Linked DNA regions of Mus musculus: region 1 is linked to region 2. The links are chromatin contacts, called in public Hi-C maps. All regions are on one chromosome and are shown on one strand. Each heading gives the region's core, a stretch centred on a gene start, on an enhancer-like site or on the middle of the called end of the contact. The rest is flanking DNA. Distances are from core to core; before and after follow the strand shown. Region 1 has its middle 5.1 kb from the start of Gm24150. Region 2 has its middle 30 kb from the start of Gm52609.

Evidence for each region. Hi-C and Micro-C count contacts between places; a contact is called where the count stands out from the background.
Region 1: a Hi-C map of the N1E-115 cell line shows a contact between it and region 2, with 4 times the contacts expected there. The contact joins two enhancer-like sites. A contact is called at or near these places in 8 of 39 promoter capture datasets (the C10 cell line, embryonic stem cells, hippocampal neurons and 2 more), 1 of 15 datasets of contacts at CTCF or cohesin (pro-B cells), 9 of 484 Hi-C or Micro-C datasets (the G1E-ER4 cell line, the N1E-115 cell line, bone marrow-derived macrophages and 4 more), 2 of 115 datasets of contacts at active chromatin or transcription factors (cardiomyocytes and memory CD8 T cells) and 1 of 9 other capture datasets (macrophages).

What each region holds. Positions count from the first base shown.
Region 1 is chr3:79,188,255-79,194,239 of GRCm38.p6, reverse strand. It overlaps a transcript of Rapgef2 not described here. Among named protein-coding and RNA genes, the nearest start is that of Gm24150, 5.1 kb to the left of the region's middle. Within about 2 kb of position 1,894, at least 20 of the 459 cell types and tissues checked have an H3K27ac peak or open chromatin away from gene starts, as enhancers often do. A contact at or near this core is called in the N1E-115 cell line, where this site is marked.
Region 2 is chr3:79,023,524-79,029,409 of GRCm38.p6, reverse strand. No RefSeq gene overlaps it. Among named protein-coding and RNA genes, the nearest start is that of Gm52609, 30 kb to the left of the region's middle. Within about 2 kb of position 1,504, at least 25 of the 459 cell types and tissues checked have an H3K27ac peak or open chromatin away from gene starts, as enhancers often do. A contact at or near this core is called in the N1E-115 cell line, where this site is marked.

The DNA.
Region 1 (5,985 bases), core at 645-3,144, 160 kb before region 2:
TGCCGTCATAGCACTGGTTGTAATAGTAATTTTATGGCAATAAAATGATTCAGACAAACAACCAACTAGAACTTTTGTACTGTACGCAATTCACCAGGAACCATTGGAAACACTTTGCTATGTTGAGCCATTGGCTCTCACTGTCCTCCTTCACATAGCGTTGCATTGGCAAGGGTGCTTGGGTTGTGTAGGGATTTATACCTCCTAGAAGTCAGCCTAGAAAGCTTGTGGGCTCTAGGAGTAATCCTCTGAGTTCTTTCCCAGAGGAAAGACAGGCAGTTAGTAGTCCTGTTTTTCAAATACATGACAGGGCATTTCACCCCTCAGGGTGCCTGTCTGACTTACGTTTCTAAACGTGTACAGGAAAACCCAGGTTGAGCTGGAGGATATTTGTAAAAATTATGTGATTTTGGTGTAAAAAGAAATTACAAACAAACTTTATACATTTTCAAAAGAAAAGGAGTCAGTTCCAACATGGTCGTTCTTTACTATGCTGATACTTTTCATTCTGAACTTCATTGTATGCAGAGATTATGTATGCATGAGTGTTCCACATGAGTATTACATATAACTTTCCATTCTGTTTACATTATATTATATATGTGTGTATGTATGTGAATATTGCTTCATAACATTAAAACATCTTTATAAAGAGTTGCTCTTAATATCTTTCAGTGTCTGTAACTGTCCACAGTTTAGTTCAGTAATTGTAAATTTTTAATTTTTTAACACAAATCCCACTATAATGAGTGTGATTTGGAATTCATGCATGTTGAAAGATACCAATAGAGCCTTCAACATTGTCATCACCTTGGTGAGATATTTGCTGCACAAATGAAGCTTGTAGATGAAGCTCTGGAGCAGGGGGGAGCCTGTGATGGCATCTTACCAGCCACCATCAGTCAAGTGACAGCTTGTTCCAGCTCCTGGAAGGAACCCAGTGTTCAGAAAGCTCTGCAGGAACGAGGACTTGCAGTTCAGACCTGTTCCGTGAGCACATTGGACTCAGAGTATTCTAAAGGATGACATAAGTTACTCTCTCTCTGGCTGCATGTCAAATGCCTGTGAGTCAGGGTTTTCATGGGATGAAGAGGCCGTCTTCAGACTGAGTGACAGGCCAGAGCTATATATAGCTCGTTTCTTCATGTTGCACCTGGTGGCATTTGCTCTGCCCCAGTTGTTTGTTTCCTTGGGTGATGTTGCCTTAGGAATAGTCCTGAGGTGGTTTTAATAGGAAAGAGTCAGTGTATTGGAGCTGTAATAAAGGCTGCCGTAGAGATTCATGGGTAGTTCTCTCTCTAGAAAGCACTCTCTAGAGGTTCAGTGTGGAGGAGATGCTAATAGCAGCCCAGTTTTTATGAACTTAATTTCAGTCAGATCTCCTCACTCACACATCTTTTAAAGTCATATTCTCCATAATGCAGAGCAATCGGTATACAGAAACTTCCTTTCCTGTTTGTGCTGTGGTCAGGGTAGAGGTTGTAAGCTGAAGGAAGAAGCCCATTAGCCCAGGAGCCGTTAGCCTTAGCACAGGATTGTAATGAAGGCTAGGGATTAGACTCCCCGTGTATGAGGTGTAGCATCTCATTTGCTAACTTAATCTCTCTAAGTGCCCTAAGTCTGCTATAATGGGCACCATATTATCAGTGAAGATTGTGGGCCTCTTTTGTGTGTGTGACTTCTTCCATTTTATTTTTGACCATGTTTAGTGGAGCTCAGAATCTTAATCATGTCTCCATGTTTTTGCTTTTGTTTTTGTTTTTTTCAAACTTGAATAAAAAGGTGCATTGTGTGCCGCAGAGTGATCTCATGACCAGTCCTGGAGTATATCAGGGAAGCCTGTCATGTGACGGAGTGCATGTGTGGGAAGGTGAGGGAATTGTGTATGAAGCATGGAAAAAGCTGCCTCGTGTCAGGGAGCAGGTAGGCAGTACAGTGGAAACCAGTGGAGAGACTCAGAAGGCAGAGCCCTTCAAATACAGGGTTTGTTAATGCCTGTGGCCTAATCAAGGGCAGCTCTTATTGGAGGTGGATTTATAATTTACATGGCTGGCCAGTGTTTGGAAAGGAGATCTGGGCAGAGCAAAGCACACGAGTGATGGTACACGAGGGGGATTGAAGGAGGGGTATCGTGCATTGCCAGTAGCCTCAGTGAAAGGCAAAGAATGGCGTTCCTCTGGGTAAAGGAGGAGAAGAGTATGCGTGTGAAGAGGTGGCAGGACCTTTGCTCGTGGAGGCATGACTGGGAGGTCACGTTCGCAGACCCCAGAACTTACTTGAGACATCAGTGAGGTCTCTCAGGCAGCGTTAGCGGGAGGTTGGAAGGCGTGTGCAGTGTTTATTTGTGCCATGTCGATTGTGTCCGTTTATAATTAGGGCTCTTCTTCACCGATATCAAACATCTACAATCTTTAAAAATTAAAATTGTGGTATAGTCCTCTTAATAATCACATTTTATATTGGAGCCGACAGCTATAATGAGGATAAGTGGAGAAACAAGACATTTAACTCGTCAGTCCTGAGAGGCTGCAGCACTGTTCTCATTATATTTCATGTGACAGACAGCGCACTGCTTGAGCTGAAAAATCGCAGGCACTCTTCAGCGTGCCGGAACTACCTGGTAATCAGTGGATTGCTCTGAGAACGTGCTAATGTTAGTGAAAGAGGGTAAAACAGCGGATGCCTCCTTCCGTGCTTATGAGATGGAGATTGAAGACACACTTAAATGTTTCACGTTTTGCATAAAGAGCTATAGGATTAGCTGCATTTTTAAAAGTACAAATTTGTTAAAAAATCATGTAATATCTTATTAATTACCTTATTAGTCTTATAAATTAATTAATATGATATTTTAAACAATTCAATAGCATATAATGTTGCAGACAGGTGGCTTTATTGGATATTAAGTGTTGTCCAAAAGGTATATAGGTATAAAGAGAAGTGGGGACTATGGTTTGGAAAGTCATTTGTGTGTTCAGGGAAGGTTTACTCCCAGGAACTGGCAAAGCATGGATAGGTAAATCTGGTTCTTCAGAAGAAATGAGGCCCACAGTAACAACTCCAGACCATCCTAAATCTGTCTTCATCGAGTTTCAGAAAGAAACATGGCCGTATGTAACTTTTCTCCTCATGACAAGTATCATTGACCTAAAGATTAAGTGAAACAGCACTCCAGGAGAGGTGGTTGTGCACGCCTTTAATTCTAGCACCTGGGAGGCACAGGTAGGAGGATCTTGGTGAGTTCAAGGTCATTTTAGTCTACATGCTGAGTTCCAGGATAGCCAGAGCTCCAGAGGGAGACCCTGTTTCAAGAAATGATGATGATGATGGCGATGACAATGACAACAGCAGCAAGTGCAGCTACTTGTTGATGCACTGCTTAATAAATGGGCCTTTTCTTTTGGTGTAGCGTGGTTGTGTGACTGCGCATGCCCACATGCATGTGGGATCCAGGGGCTGATTGTTGGATGTCTCTGCCGATGCTGGCTGGCTTGTATGCTTCAGTCCTCTTGTCTGCCCCAACCCAGCACTGAAGTTACGGAATCTGCTGCATCTGTCTTCTTATGAGAATAGTGCCGTTACAAGTCCCCATGCTGACCTGGCAAATGCTTTACCAACTGAGCTGTCTCCCCAGCTCTGACACTTAAATCTTTGCCTGGAATTGGCAGCCTCCACTGTTGGCTGCATCTGGCAGGCTGTGGAGAGCCACTGGTTTCAGGCATGGTGTCACATAGTTCATTGTCACATATTTTTGCCAGAGCAAGGGATTCCAGCTTGTAGTTCAGCAGTTTTTGACAATAGTCAGCAAGGCATGGGGTCAGAGGAGTTTCTTTTTTAAATTTAAAATGTTCAATTTGATCTATATCTACATTCATAAGAACATGTGTATAAGTGAGTCTGTGATAGAAATTAAAGTATACATATACATACATAAAAAAAACTTTCTTTGCGTGAGTTTGTGTGTCAGTCTGCTCCCTGGGTCAGAGCTGTTATCATATTCCTAACCCAGTGGTAGGTTTTAAAATCTGACCAGACTGTATTGCATTAGACTTCATGGGTGGAGTATTAGCTTTAGCAGATAGTTACCAAGAGTGAGCACTGCATGTATTGCTCTCAAAAAACAAAAAAACCCCAAAAAACCAAAAAACAAAAAAACTAACGAACACCGAAATCAACTAACCAATTCAACAAGCAACCCCCCCCCACCCCCATGGGCAAAATGCTAATCACTCTAAAGAGTAGTGCGTCAACAGTTTCATATCTCTGAACCAGAAGACCCCACAAGGATGCCCAGGCTCACTCCTAGTGTTATCCTGACCTCTGCCCGACTCCTCTCACCTGCCCTCTGCATTTCCTTTTTCTTAGGAGCACTGCTGAGTGAGCACATCCTTTTGGGATTGCTTAAAGTGAGGGGCATAACTGCACAAAGGTCCTATTGTCATACCATCAGAGCCAATAATTAAAAAAAAAAAAATCCGGAAAGAAAAGTTTGGTTCAGTGTTGCAGGGAGATTCGGTGACATGGGAGTAGAGCTGGGGCTTTTGGACTGACTTAGGGATGGCAAGAGGCAGACCTGGGAAGGAAGGTACCAGTGGGCTGTTCTTGCTCATTATGAGAACTGAACTGGTGAAAGAGAACATGTCTCATCAAGAGATGTCATGGGGTGTCTGGAAAGATGGCTCAGAGGTTAAGGGTTTGATTCCTAGCACCCACACAGTGGCTCATAGATGTCCATAACTCCAATTATGGGGGGTTCTGACTCCCTTTGCTGGGGTCTGTGTGGACCACAAACATGGAAGGGAAAATTCCCCCTCCATCCCCCACAAAATACACTGTCCCTGTGAAGAAGAGCAGGAAACCTGTTGTTGGAAATGGTCCAGAAGAGGGGCACATAAAAGGGGTGGACACGAAGAGAGAATATTGAGCTGGCAAAAATCCATGATTATATGTGTGTTCATTCCAGCATGCGTACATGCTTTTGAAAGTGTTTCCCAGGGAGTTCACTATTTTGGAAGTCCTGAAAAGGAGTGGTGCCCAAAGTCTACCAGTCACTTAAAAATATAGGTGTTGAGACTCAGAATTGTGTCTTTAAACCTTTCTGTCCTCTCCCTACAAGTTAAACATATTTGCAACACCATCATGGTAACATTCCCTTGGGGGTGGAGTGCATTTCAATGACTTAAGGTTTTCTTCAATGTCAGGGTTACATGGAGAAGCGCAGCAAGATGACAAGGTCGTGCTGATGAGCGAGCTCAGCTGCTGGAGCTGCCCAAGCCCTCTAGCTGGCATTCAGTCCTCACTAATGCACATAGGAATAATAAGTACAAGTTTGCAACAAAACAGAATGAAGTAGCAAAATGGAAGAGAGGGCCCTGTGGAGGTCACAGGAATAGTTTGTGTTTGCTGTGTGCTGAAATTCAACTTCCCCAAGATGATGCCCAAGCCAGATGCCTTAAATACACACAGTATAGCTGTTTGGCCCTTCAGGTCACCGGAGATTCTGGGATATGTAGTTGGCTAGTTTTCAGTGAGGCCTGGGTAATCCCGTAGGTGAACTTGTCTCCTGCGTACCTGTTAGAGTTTCTCTATTTTTGTGCGTTGACTTCTCTACCAGATAGATCAGTCTTGCACTCAGCCCATGTTCATGCTTCTCATCAGCTTAGCACATTGTCATGGGTCTTGCATCATCTGTGATTCCTATGTGTCCTGCCTAAAGTTCAACAACTCTTGGTATTCCCATAGCAGGGACGTGGTAAAGGTATATATTAAAGGTTTCAAGGACATGCTGGGAGAGTCCCAAATAAGACAAAGAAACCAATGAAACAAATGTGAATGTGGTTTGAGAACAGTTAACTTAATTGCACATGTGGTATGTCCAATTTTAACCTAAAAATAAAATTCATTTTGACATTAAACATATTAGGTAAAATACATTGGTAGAGACACTAGTACATATATTAAAACAACCCCTTTGGATATTAGTGT
Region 2 (5,886 bases), core at 255-2,754:
TTAAGCACTAGGATACAATCTGCTCACTACATGTAAGGTCCTGGTTCAATCACTGGTACCCCTACCCGAAAGAGATCCCCTTCACATTCCCTCCTTAAATGCAAGTAAAGACACATATGCCTGTGTCTGCCTTCCACTGGGGTGCCGAGCACTGCCCACTGGCCCATCGGCAAGCCACTCAGGGGAGGCGGAACACAGTCCAAAGTAGGGGCCCTCAGTCTGTATTTTCTTGGGTGGGAACAGTGGGGTCTGGGAAAGTTGCTGTGGTTCCCGGTCTCCTGTGTACTCAGGCACTGCGGGGGTTAGACTGGGAACTAGATTCCGGGGATCTGAGTCTCCCCTCAGGGCATTTATGAACCAGGCTGGAAGGGGAAGGCAGAGCCCAGAAACTGGGAGGAACCCAGTTTGGTTCAGGGTGAGTGCGGAACGTATGCAGGGTCTGGGAGAGAGAAAGCCTTCTTGGGAGATAAAGGTGCTGCTCTTTACCACAACGGCCTCCCCCCACGGTGATCCTTGATGGACGCGGTGGTCCTTGCTCGTCCAAATTGTCTTCTTTGATAGCAAATGTTAATGAGCACATCTTACTTAAGGTTACCGGGGTTTAAATACCTTTGTGGGAAGGGATGCCCAGGAAGGGAAGCTCATAGGCTGAACACTCAGGGCCTATCTGGATACCTAATTAGCATGGAGAACTCTAGGTTTTATGCTAAGTGACCAGTTGTCATGATCCTCTCAATGGAGTGTCATGGTTACATGTTCCAGAGCAGGTAGTCTGGCAGAGAGCTGGCTCCACTCCTGCCATTTTCAATTCTGAGGTTCCTCAGCCAAATTGATTTTTTTCCAAATAAAATAAAGACGAAAACCAGGCAAAGAATAGGTATGTAATCTCGGGCAAAGAGCGAACACTCTGCTGAGAAATTGAAGTTGAAAATCCCCAGAACCAGCCTGTGGAAATAACTTGAGAAGACACAGAAGAAAAGGTTCATCAGCCGCCTTTTATCATCTAGCCTGGAGTTTGCAGAACAACCGCCTCTGTTAGATAAGCAGCTCTTTGTGCTTCGCTGGGAAGGAGAGAAGCGCCCCAACGCCACACGCCACACGCCACACTTTCATCGTTGTCTTTTATCTTCTGACAGTCCAGACCCTTGTTATCTCTTCCACTTCCTCCAGTTAAACAGATTTAGACAGACTTTTCAGACAGGGCCAAGCCTTTTGTGTTGTGGTTTTCTTAACCCCGCCCCCCAGAGTACCCAAGTCATTTTAATAAACAGTTCTTTTAAAATCCAGTCCTAGGCTTGAGAAAAGATCATCCCTCTATTTCCATGGTATCTGAAAACCCCAAAAGAACCAATTAGCGTTGTGTAGCTCAAGGATAAAGGGGAGGATCTAGCTTTAAGAAATAGAAATATTGGCCTTCTGAAACTAATAGCTGTTATACATTCTACATGGAGTATATAGCCTGGGGTCTGAGAGCAGAGCAGATGTGTTGGTTTTGTTTGACCCCCACGCACATCTGCTGATTTTTACCTTACTTGGCGCTCACTCTTGGTTCCAGGAGTACAGCACATCCAAGTGGTACCATCCCTGCCCAGTGGGTGAAGAAGAAGCCTCCTTGTGATCTTGTTGGAACTTCAGGGGAGGAGATATTTTTATCTTCTGCTAAGGCTTCCAAATCCATTGATACATTAGAATACCAGATTTTTCTAGTAGCTTCCAGCTCAGAACAGAAAATCCAACATAGAAGGCAGGGCAAGCCAAGGGACTGGAGCTGGTAAGGAACCCCTGAGGATGCAACTGAGTGTTTGCCTCCATCTATCTCTGAACCTGCCCAGGGCCTGTGAGCTTCAGTTCTGTAAGCAATAATTTTAAAACATCTAAGCCAGTTAAGACAGGTTACTCTGACAACCCAGAGAGTTCTGATTAGTACAAGATGGTTTCTGAGAATTTGATTAACTGGCCATAGCTAGGACCGTGTCACTGTTAGAAGGCAAATGGAATTGAAGGAGCCAGGGCAAAGTACAGAGTTTCAAAACAGCAATTAAACAGGATGCCAAACTAAAATGCTCATCTTGTCATATTGTGCTGTTCATGTATATAAAACAAAATTTCAAAAGAGTATAGACTGGTTCAATTATTCAAAATGAGTTAAAGCCATGTGTACTAAGCTGTAATAGAAACTCCATCCTCCCTGCCCAGTTCTCCACCCCAAGGTATTGGTTTCTTTATTCCCAGGACTCAAAATTGTAACTTCATATGGCAAGTGACCCTGATGAACATGATTCAGTTAATGGCCTTGAGGTGCAGAGGTTGTACTCATTGTCTTTTGGATCCCAAGTGTGGTCCTGATGGTATTTATAAAACGGAGATAAGAAGGTCAAAGAAGGAAGAGGCTGAGATATGGATAGAAACATTTTGAAATGACGTGGCCATAGGTGGGAAGGTCAAGGAGCAAGCCCTTTCACTACTGTCTGGAAAGAACAAGTCACGTTATAAATACCACTTTATTGGAGGACAGAGAGATGGCTCTGCAATTAGAAGCACCTGTTGCTCTTGTAGAAGACCTGGGTTTGATTCTCAGCACCTTCATGGTGGTTCACAACCACCTATAACCCCAGTTCAAGGTATCTGATACCCTATTTAGACCTTGGAGGGTAACAAGCACATACAAGGTACATGTACATACATGAAGGCAAAACACTCCACATTAAATAAAATCAATAAATCCAATTGAAATAAAGACTGCCTTGCTGTTTTCACCTCCAGAACTGCTGGAATGAATTTGTGCTGTCAGTAGATTGGTGATATTTTGCTACTGCTGCAATAGGAAATGAATACACCACAATAAATTAAAAAGTAGTAATGAAATACCGAAGCATATTTTTCTTCTTGAAGTTCTAGTATATGGAAGGAGCAAAACCATGGGCTAGTATGTCTGGGCCTTGAGTCTGATTTAGTTAAAGGAAGATTTCTAACTAGAGATACCTCTGGGGAGAGCTTAGTGATTTGGGGTACTTAAAAGGGTCACTGAGTTCTAAGGATGTCATGGCATTCATGACCGGAGTACCCAGTTTCCAAGAAAGATTAACAGGCAAGCACAGGAAGTCAAGCAGATGGACTCCCCAGGCATCTTGGTGTGTTGATGGACAAGAAGCTAAATTTCCCTCTGGAGTCATGGGTCAGACAGAAGGAACACTACTTCCTGTCAATTGAAACATCTTTTTATAGATGGGAAAAGTCAACTGTGGAGTTCTGGAGAAAGAGTTCTTCCGTTGTTTACTTTGGCTTTCAGGAACGTTCTTGGACTTCAGCTGCCATTTTGACCCCAGGGAAAACAGACTAAAGGGAAAGTGAAGATGTCCTGGGTGGACCCTGAGTTGAGTCACATGATCTGTCCCAGCATTTGAGAGATGTTCAATGGAGGCACAAGAAGAATGGGGGATGGGGGAGCATCTGGGGCCTACACTTCACTGAGGTTCGGCTGTACCTTTTTGAGGTCTGGGCATTCTTCTGAAACCTTTCCACAAGGGAGGGAGAAGACACTCTCAGCTCAGCTTACCTTACAGGCTGAATTCTATCTTGGCTACTTGACATTATGTTAAAGTAACCTGAACTGAACCGTGCAGCTCAGAACACAGACAGGACTTCTGTTAGCCACAAGTGGGAAGGTCTCTCTTGAATCCAAGCACTTCTGGAGAGATGATGATGGCGTGGCTGGTAGGAAATTAGCCTCTGCTCAAAATTCTTGGGTTAATTTGGACAAAATTCTCATTTTTAAGCCCTCATGCTGTGAGCCACCAGGGCACATGCTAACCCTCAGGGGAGCTGCTGAGGTGGCCTGTTATTTCCTCATGGAGTAAACAATGGGGGTGGGGTGCGGGAATATGATTTTAACTTTCTAGCATCACTGCAGGCTTCCCTTCCTCTGATTTAGAAGTCTTCAAGGGAGCAGGGTGATAAGATGGCAGTAAATGTAGGACTGAGCGACTGGAGGGTGTGAGTCATGGAGAAACGTGAAGGGAGGTGGTAGTTCAGGAAAGAGGAATTTACATGTAAAACTAGAAGCTGGGGCAGGAGAGATGACTTGATGCTAAAGAGTACTTAGCAGAGGACCCAGGTTCAATTCCCAGAACCTCCACAGTAGCTCACAAATATTCCCAAGTCCAATTCAAGGGGATCTGAGGCATGCATCCATGGCAAATGGGAAGGTAAGGGTCCAACATCCCTTGCAAGGTTCCACTCCCAATGGCCTAACTCCCTCTTCTTAGGTTTGATCTCCTAAAGGTTCCATAGCCTCCAAATATAGCTGCAGGCTGGGGACCAAGACTTCAAATGCAGGGCTTAATAATTTTCTTATTCTCTTGCTTTAAGACAGGCTTTTGCTATGTAGCCTAGGCTGGCCACTAACTTATAGTAGTCTGTCTGCGCAGCCACCCAAAGGCTGAGATTTGAGACATGTGCTACCAATTTGGGGGAATAATCAAGATCTGAATTATAGTAGCAGCTATCAAATATTTCTCTTTAAAAACAATCAGTTTGTGGCCCCGGACATGGCTCAGTGGGTAAAGCACTGTCCCTGTAAGTGTGAAGGACTGACTTTGTATCTCCAGAATGTAGGTAAAAGCCAGGCATAAGAGTAAATGTCTGAAATCCTGATGCTGCAAAAGTGAGTTGGGAGGTAAAGCTAGGAGCATCCAATGACAGGCAGGTACCTGGGAACACAAAGGCAACAACAAAGAGAGACCCTATCTTGAACAAGGTGTCATGCAAGGACCAAGGCATGAGGTGGTCTTCTAACCTACACATATGGTACATATCTACTTGTATTCACATGAATATGCACACACGTATCTACACAGACAGACATAGCACACACACACATGCATGCACACACACACACATAGACATAACTCACATGGGGGGGGGTGGTGGTTTTTAATCAGGTGCTCAGCTGAGAAGGGAAAGTCACTTAGATGCTTTGAATGTTTTAACTCATATAGCAACACAAAGACCGAAGTGTGTTACTGTTGCAGAGATATGCAAAGCCCAAGCCCTTCCAGCTGGTGGCACTCATGCAGGCTAAGTTTAGAGCCACAAGGAGCAAAGGAGAACTGACATTACTCAAAACTAGCAAGAGAGCCAGCCTACTGGGACATTTTCCCACTTTTAAAGGCCTGCCCTTAGTGGAAGGAAGGGATTGGCAGTGCAGGGTGACTTCCATGCCTGGAGCTCGGTGCTGGATATCCTACCCTTGAGCTTCATGGGGGCTGTTTTGCCATAGGGGACAAGCTTGCTGTGACATGACATCCTGAGGTTGGAGACAAGGCAGATGGCTGTGACTTCAAGGGCTTAATCTCAGGCCGACTTAGATTTTCCTTTCTGCCGGAGATGGAATTGCCTGATTCCCTGTGGGAATTAAATTCTGTTTGCAGTCAAACCAATTTGAATTAATTTAGCAAGTGTCAATTTTTCCCTCTGAACTGTGTAGAATGCAGTTCTAAAATTAGACTGACTAGTGCAGCCTCTCCCAGGCTTTTTTCAGTCTTTGCAGATGGAGATAATATTTCCTGCAGAGATGCTGTCGAGAGCTAAACAGCCCTTCCAAATCACAGTCAAGTTCACCCTGTAGACTTCGGTGCGGGCAGAACCTTCCTGGGGTGGTTCATATGGACCACTAGCCTCCTTTTCCCCAACCGTGGCGATCGCGCACCCCACAAGGGCTCCTGATGGACACTGGCTGCAAATTTCTACTCCCTAGCCGCTTGACAAACAGGCTGGAGTAAAGATCTGCATTTGGATGCATTGACGTTGCTACTGTTCACCCTCTGAGAGCATTTCTGAGGCAGGCGAGTGATCACTCAGGATAGGCCATGAAGAGGTACCAGCCAG